Regions from separate parts of the Arachis hypogaea genome. Here region 1 is linked to region 2. A link is a contact called in public Hi-C data. All regions are on one chromosome and are shown on one strand. Each heading gives the region's core, a stretch centred on a gene start, on an enhancer-like site or on the middle of the called end of the contact. The rest is flanking DNA. Distances are from core to core; before and after follow the strand shown.

Region 1 (4,442 bases), core at 1,230-3,729, 62 kb before region 2:
TTTATCATACATAAATTATTTAAAAAATAAATATATTATTAAAATTAATAATACAAATTTAAAATAATAAAATCCAATTTTTTACTGTATTTGTTATAATATTTTTATTCTTTTAATTTATAATTTATTAGTACTTTATTATTTAATTAATGATTAAACAAATTATTTTTATAAAAAATTATGTTTTATATTATCTTATAGAAGAGACCAATATATTAGTTTAAAAAATAAAGTAAAAATAAAATTTTAAATAAAAAATATTTAATATTAAAATTTTTAAATATAAAAATAATTTGTATAAATATTTAAAAGATAAATATAAAATATATGCATAAAATAAATAAAACAGATAAAATGGAAGTACTCATGAAAAATAAATAATTATTTTTGTCTCCTTTATTTATTTTAAACATGTATTTTATATTTATATCCTGAATATCTATATAATTTGCTTTTGTATTTAAAAATTTTAATATTAACTATTTTTTATTTAAAATATCATTTTTACATTAATTTTTAAATTGGTATATTGGTCTCTTCTTTAAGATTATACAAAAAATATTTCTCATGAAAATAATTTGTTTAATCATTAATTAAATAATAAAATATTAATAAATTAAAAATTAAAAGAATAAAAATACTATAAAAATTACTTGTAAGAAAGTTGAATTTTATCATTTTAAATTTGTGTTATTAATTTTAACAATTTATATTTTTTTAAAATAATTTATATATGATAAAAGATATGTTTACTTGTTTAGAGTACAAATTTTATTATTATATTTGTATATTTCTGATTTTAATTATACTTTTAAGTACTCTTAATAGATTTATTTTATTATATTATATTATATTTTACATATGAATATATATTCCATATATTATTTTTAATGAAAAAAAATTAATAACCAAACTAACCATTAATTACATTGGTAAGGAATGATCCATGGTAAAAAAAAAAAAAAGAGATTGAGTGAGAGGACATGAGATAGCAATGAAGTCGGTGCTGACTATACTGGAAGTCGGTGCTGACTATACTGGGAAGAACGAAGAAGTTACAAGCCATGGAAATTCAACGACTCGTTAAGGAATGATGCACTGTAGAAAGAGATTGCGTGAGAACGTGCTTCAATTAATGGGGTAGAATTTTAATATTTTAAGAAATTATACAATTACCCATCTCAAATAATAAATTACAAAATAACCCAACTATAGTTAAGTAATGACCAATTAAAATGTGACACATCATGAAGGGTAACTTACATGTTATTTTAGAGGGGGTTGGGTAGAATTCACCATAAAAAAAATATAGGGACCCAATTAAAAATAAAATTTGGTATAAGAATTCAATTAAAAAAAAGTATAAGAGCTCAATTATAAATAAAATTTAGTGTAAAGATTCAATTAAAAAAAATATATAAGAACCTAACTAAAAATTTTGTGAAACTATAGAATTAACAGAATAATTAAACCTATTTAAAACAATATAAAGAATTATAGTCAAATTTGACGATGAACTTTCATACTCATAATTTTCTATTAACTAGATATAATAATAATAATAATAATAATAATAATAATAATAATAATATATGGCTTGGATGATGGCTATTATTGCTTTGGGGACAAGTGTTGTGTCTAAGAAAGAAACATAAAATTAAATCATAGGTGTATAGATTTTATTGGACGAATAATGAATGAAATAAAATTATTCAAGGGATAAGGTCACGCCAAAGATTTATTTTCGTATTTGAATTGCATATGGTTGAATATTACAATATAATATTCTTAATTAATTAGAAGATGATTATTATTTATTTAAGAGCAACTTTGTAAAGATTTTTAAGGTAAAGCCGTGAGCCCCTGAAGGATATGGCGTAAACTGGCATTAATCTTATACTGAAATCTTTGGAGAAACGGGAGCATAGAAAGCAGTGATATCGGGTTAATATAAGATAAAATAAATAAATAAATAAATAAAGCTTACTATATGCATCTATAAAAAGAATTTGCGATTCCTCGCTAAAATTTGACTCCAAAAGCTTATAATTAGAATATAAATATTTATTATTTTAATTAATCTCATATAGATTATTATTACTAGAATTTAATAAATAAAATGACAAATTAATAATCGTGTTAGTGTTTATTTATCTACAAATATAATATAGTATATGATAATATTATTTACTAACAATTCCTTTATGTCATTATTATCTCTATTTAAAAATGGTTGTCATTTTTACTTTTTAAATATATTAAAAAATTAATATATTTATGATTGTCATGGTTATTATTATTATTATTACTATTATTTGGTCTTAAAACAATGTTTTTGGGCTGAAAAAAAATTGAGGTAAAGGCCTAAAGACTAACCAAAATAGCTACAAAGAAAACCAGTTCGTTCACTGTGGTATAGTGCACTCTTTGTCCAACATTTGAGCCCAATAAGTTACCAACATTGGTGGCTATTGATTTAGGCTTACTCACAATTTTGGAAAAAGCTAATTATTTGTTCGAATGTCGCTATGCAATCATTCATTAGTTAACGATAAACTTTTAAATGTAGTTTAAATTCGTAGCAGATTGGTTCTTAGCCTGCCGAATTATAGAATATTATAATAAACAAAAAAGACTATATCTTTTACAAGACAAAATAATTTTTCAGTTTTAAAAATATCTTTTAGATTAAGACTATACTATGAATCTCAGACATACAAACGAATTTATCTTAAACAATTTATTAGTCAGAATAAATAAAAAAAGATAAGTTATAAGTAGGTTTTTATTGTCAAAATGTAATGGTGAATATTTTTAAAATTGGATTACATGTGCACTAAAACAACCTGCATATATTTTAGACTGCATATATTTTACATATATTCTCTAGCCAAGATTTGAGTACAGTACTCCTCTCCACTTTCATATAAGTTGAGTATTTGATGTAATTCATCATGTCTTTATTTTTTTTCTTCTATCAAAATCTTTTCATAGTTAAAACACAGAATCTAAAATATCGATTCTAATTTTGTAACCAATTTAAAAAAAATTTCATAAAAAATATTTTTAAAATAAATAAAAATAAAGATAGAAAAATATAATTTTTTTTAGGTAAACTTACAAAAAATTACAGTCAAAATTTTATTTTTAAAAGATCTTTTTCAAATATATATATGCCGTTATATTTATTGTATTTTTGTCAAACTAAAATCATATTTAAAAAGCAAAAATATCATTTCTTTTATTTAAAAATCATTTTATATATATATAAAACTCAATCTTGTACAAGACCAAATGGCTTCTAGTTTTAGAAGATCCTCTTGGATTAGGATTATACCACGAGTCTTTGACATATAAATGGGTTTATCCTAGATAACCTATTGGTAGAAGTGAAAAAAAAAATTGCTATATTCTAAAGATACTAAAAAATTATACGCAGTCTATTTTTATATTACAAATTCAAATAAGATAAACATAAATTATTAATATGGTATTGTTTTTTAATAAAACAGAAAGAGTACATAAATAATACGTAACATTAACAATATGTCAATATCTAAGGTAATGATTTTATAATGGAATTTATGGATAATAGCCGACAAATATTATTTAATATTTTTAAAATTATAATTTTATCTTATATTAAATGATTTAAAAGTTTTTTGATAATTTTTTTTTCTTTTAGTGATATTTTGAGAAAGGTAAAAAATGAATTGACCAATATCAATATCCTATTAATTTTATTCTCAACATTCTTACTTTATTACAGGACATGGACATTGACATTGACTGGAAGGAAGGCTCAAAAGAAATGAGAGATCAACTTAGGTGTGGTAAAAATTTACGTTTAACATTTTTTACATTAATATAATGAGTGACTTAATAAAAGATAAAATTACAAATTAAATATTTAAAAACTCTTGTAATTTATAAAAAATGGTTTTATTATGGTTGAGTAATTTACTTTTTAAAAATGAAGTTAAATAGATGGTTATTATTAATTATGAAATACACTTAAATAAGCTATATTTAATAAGAATTTTTTTATTATAAATTAAAAAAACTTTTTTTAATAAAAATATAATTTATTCTTATGTACTCTTATGTACTCCTATCTGCTTTGGAGACGATGACTATTGTTTATTGTGAAGCTTAAGAAATTGAGTTAGCTATTTTTTTTAAAATTTGAAAGAAAGTTCGCCGAGGTTAGGCGAACTCTATAAAAAATTATAGAGTTGCGACAAACTTACTTTGAATAAAAAAATTTCATATTTAAGAAATTAAAATTAGAAAATAATATTTTATTTTATTTTATTTTAGTAAAAAATCTTATTTATTAAATACTAAATAATTATTTTAATTTAAATTCTTGTTGGGCTATAACAATTGTCGGTGCTATAAAGGCACGTTTTAATTTAAAAGATAAATTCAATGAAGAAGAA
Region 2 (4,121 bases), core at 1,616-4,115:
ATAATAAAAATATTCTCAAAATATTTTTAGATATACAGCCGTTCTTAATAAAATTTTAGATATTGGATTTTAATTTTTTTTGCAAACATAATCATAAAATAAGATATTTTATTTTTAAAATTTGATAATTCTACTATAAGTGATTTTTTTGTGAGGATTTTATAAATGATTAAACATTTTTAAGAAATTAAATAGCTATTCAGATATTTTAACATTTTTTAAATAAATACACCAATTTGTAAAATATAAAACTCATCTAATACTTATAATAAATTTTATTATTATTATTATTATTATTATTATTATCATATTTTAAAAATCTTTATTATTAACATATTTTAAAAGAACTGCCAATGAGTTATAGTTCAAATGACATAATCTCTTTATATTTATCTAAGAGATCGCGGATTCAAACCTCCCTAATTTTGGTAAGAAAAGAAAAACATATTCTAAAAAAAAACTAGTGATTTTCTAACTAGACAATATTTTTTTTGTTGGATTATCCAAAATATAATAAAATAAAATAAAAACAGAGAAAGAGAAAAGGGATGTGTTATCGGATAGGATGCTTTGCACGCCATTCAAAACAGCTTACGTCAGCGTCCCTAAGGCCGTTTCTTGCTGAATCTGAAAGCTCAGCTCCCACGATATTCTCAGCTCACCAATCACAATCCTCTGCACCCATGACCACCGGAGCCACTAATCACACACCCTTCATTCTTCCCATCATACTCATCACCGACACCCTACTTCCATCCAATGCTGGAAAATCACCCTCGGTCCCACCAATTACCTAACGCATACGGAATATTCCTCTATGCCAACAATCATAATATATATAGAGTCTTATGATATTCATTTTTTTTACAAAAAATTGGTATAATACATTTTTTTTAATGATATGCGATTATAGTTTAATACAGTTAAAAATAAAAATTAAATTTATAAAAATATAAACAGTATAATTTCTCTTAAATGTTTTGGTCATAACTCTTATATATTGTTATATGTTGTTATTCTTGTTAACTTTTTTCTTAAGCGAAATAAAGCATAATAGCCCCTTTCTTAATATTTATTTTTGCTTAGTTTAAATTATTTGAGTAAGTAATAAGAAAACTAATGATACCAAAGCTTTAAGGTGATGATCCAATTTGATTGCCGCGTTTATTTATAAGGATATACGATGGTGTCCTCTTTATCACACGAAGAATATAAAAATAATACATTGAATTACTCTTTTATTCGTACCTACTTAATCTGATTTAATTTGAGATGAATATCAAATAAAAAATTTTGTATTTATATAAAAAATATTTAACCACTAAATCAAGATCTTTAATTAAAAATTTGATACTTTTATTTTTTATAAGAAAATTAAATTTATTTAATAATATATACATACTAAATTATAATTCCAAGATCTTCTCAAATTATTGGATATTACATTTTTTTTTATGATTCGCGAAATCGTAGATAGAGTCGAATATCCCCAAATTAAGGACGATAATATTAAAATTGACATGTTATAAACATAAGTATAGAGTAAGATTGAATTTTAGTAAAAAATAAATTCACGAGTAGGATTAGAATTAGGTCTAAATCCTATCATATTATATTCATTATCACTTCTATATTGAATGGAGACACACTTTTTTTTTTTATTTTTTATTATTATTACTATCAAAATATATTCTTAATTCTAAATTTTGTGTGAAAAAAAAATAAAGATAAATTAGATTTTTTTTGTTTGTTCTCTCTTATATTTAGTTTATTATTAAATAAAATATAAAAATACTAATTTTTATATTTTTATTTTTTGTGTTATATTTTTAGTATTTTATTTTATCATATTTTTAAAATCAAATGCAACCTAAGTTGCATACAAAAAAAAAAAAGAAAATGAAAAAAATGCTACCAAATTAGTAAAATTTATTATTTTTATCCAACAATTAACTATTAATATTTAAAAGTGTTAGTTAAAAATATAAAATTAGACTAATAAACTAAATATATTGAGTTGCTAGCCAAAAGTACGGATTACTATAAATTAAAAATTACTGACTCTCAAACTTTTGTTTATAAAAAATTATTTTTTAATTTTAAATTAATAAGAGTAATTAAGCATTAAGCTGAAAGAAATTTCAATAGTTTTTTATTTTCGTATTTGTTTTTTTTTTCTTTTTGGAAATTATATGTATTCTCTATAAGAGATGGTTAAAATTGAGTTAATAAGACAACATTATGAGACTAATTTTTTTTAACGGAGTTTTAATATACAAAACTAGAACCATCATACATAAAAGCAATTAGGCATGTATAACTTGAAATATTTTCATTTAATAGGGTTTACGTTGCAAGCAATTATTTTTGTGTCACTTAGAATATAATAATAATTTTTTTGGGGTAAATTATAAATGCCAAGCAAAAATCCAAACAACTTAGATTTAGCTTACTAAAGTTTCTTTAATTTTTTTTAAGATATGTTTGTACTTTCAAAGAAGTATAAATATTTTATTTTATATTTTGTAAATAAAATTTATCCTTTTTTATTGGTCAACAGCAAATAATGCTAGTAAATGATTATTATAACAAAAAAACCATAAATAGTTAAATACATTGAATCAAATATTCGCTTACAAAAATATATTAATATCAATTATATTAGGTATATATTAAAATTAATCATTAAAGTTAATTATTAATATATTAAAAATAAATTAAATAATATTTATATTAATATATAAAATATATAATAATTAATTTTAATGATTAATTTTAATATATAAATAAAATTTTTGTATGAATATTATCACCTACGTAACCAGAGTTACACTATATAACCTCTCCAAGTAAATCTACCATATGTCCGCAGCATACCAAAATAAATAAAATAATAAATAATATAAAAAACTACCATATATCCGTGTGTAACACACTCTCCATTCTCCAAAATCATTTTCCTCTCTCCCGCCTTAATTTCATTCCATTTCCTCACTCATCCACCGTTCAAATCACTTCAAATCTAATGACACCAAATCCAACGGTCACAAAACAGGGTACAACATAACGTTCGTAACTTTCACGTACCCCATCATTCTCTCCCCCGCTATAAAACCGCAAGCCTCGCCGCACTCGAGCTCACATTCTCTCCGTGACTTACACTCCATTTCTCTCTGTGTTCCGGCGAACGCCGCTTTACATTTTTCCGGTGAGGTAACCGGCGGAGTTAGGTTTTTTCCGGCGAGAATGGGAGGGGCTATTCTGTCGGAGCTCGCGACGGAGATAGTGATTCCGGTATGCGCCGTCGTCGGGATCGTGTTCTCACTGGTGCAGTGGTTCCTCGTTTCAAAGGTGAAGCTCACACCGCACGCAACGTCGTCTTCGAGTGGTAACAGCAACAACAACAACAACGGGAAGAACGGTTACGGAGATTACCTGATCGAAGAGGAGGAAGGAATCAACGACCATAGCGTCGTGGTCAAGTGTGCCGACATTCAAAGCGCCATCTCCGAAGGTGAGATCTGAGCTTTTCTTACTTGAGATCTCGTTGTGTCGTCGGTTTATTTTTCTGGCGTGTCGTTTTTGGAGCTGAATCTAACGTTTTGTGTTTTGTTTTTTGTTTTTCTTATTTGTTCGGTTGAGTAGTTGTGTTAGTAAATAGTTATGCTTTCGAAAGGATAAGCTTGTTAGTGCTTGTTTGGATTTAAAGTGTTCGTGTTTCTGTGCCGTTTGCGGTCTTAACGACTGTGTAGATTAAGTTCCCGAATTATTGGAATTGAATGCTACTACTAGATATTATCGTGAATAGTGGATACACAAAGATCTAGCTTTATCTGTTTATCTGAAAGCCTGAAATATAGCTGTTGTCAAAATATCTTAGTGTTTTATCACTTTATGGTTTAATATGAAGTCGTTGTTTTTCTTATTATTAATCTGCTATTATTAGTACATCCGTCCTATTATTATCTAGTGTTAGTGCGGTTATTATTTTTAGTTGTTGTTATTATTATTTTGTAATAAATTAATAATTAATTAATAATCCATCTAGTACTGTTGATATTTTACTGTGGGGTTTTATCATATTACAAATTGTTCTGATTCCAAGAATGATGGAAGCATCC

What was found. Hi-C and Micro-C count contacts between places; a contact is called where the count stands out from the background.
Region 1: a Hi-C map of an unstated tissue shows a contact between it and region 2, with 5 times the contacts expected there. The contact joins the enhancer-like site here to the promoter of LOC112775929 in region 2. A contact is called at or near these places in 4 of 8 Hi-C or Micro-C datasets (leaf and an unstated tissue).

What each region holds. Positions count from the first base shown.
Region 1 is chr19:2,059,243-2,063,684 of arahy.Tifrunner.gnm2.J5K5, reverse strand. No RefSeq gene overlaps it. Among protein-coding and RNA genes, the nearest start is that of LOC112775484, 28 kb to the right of the region's middle. Within about 2 kb of position 2,479, at least 1 of the 3 cell types and tissues checked has open chromatin away from gene starts, as enhancers often do.
Region 2 is chr19:1,997,638-2,001,758 of arahy.Tifrunner.gnm2.J5K5, reverse strand. It overlaps LOC112775929 (pyrophosphate-energized vacuolar membrane proton pump), which reads left to right and starts at 2,865. Exons shown (of 8, transcript XM_025819838.3): 1 at 2,865-3,514. The coding sequence starts at 3,247.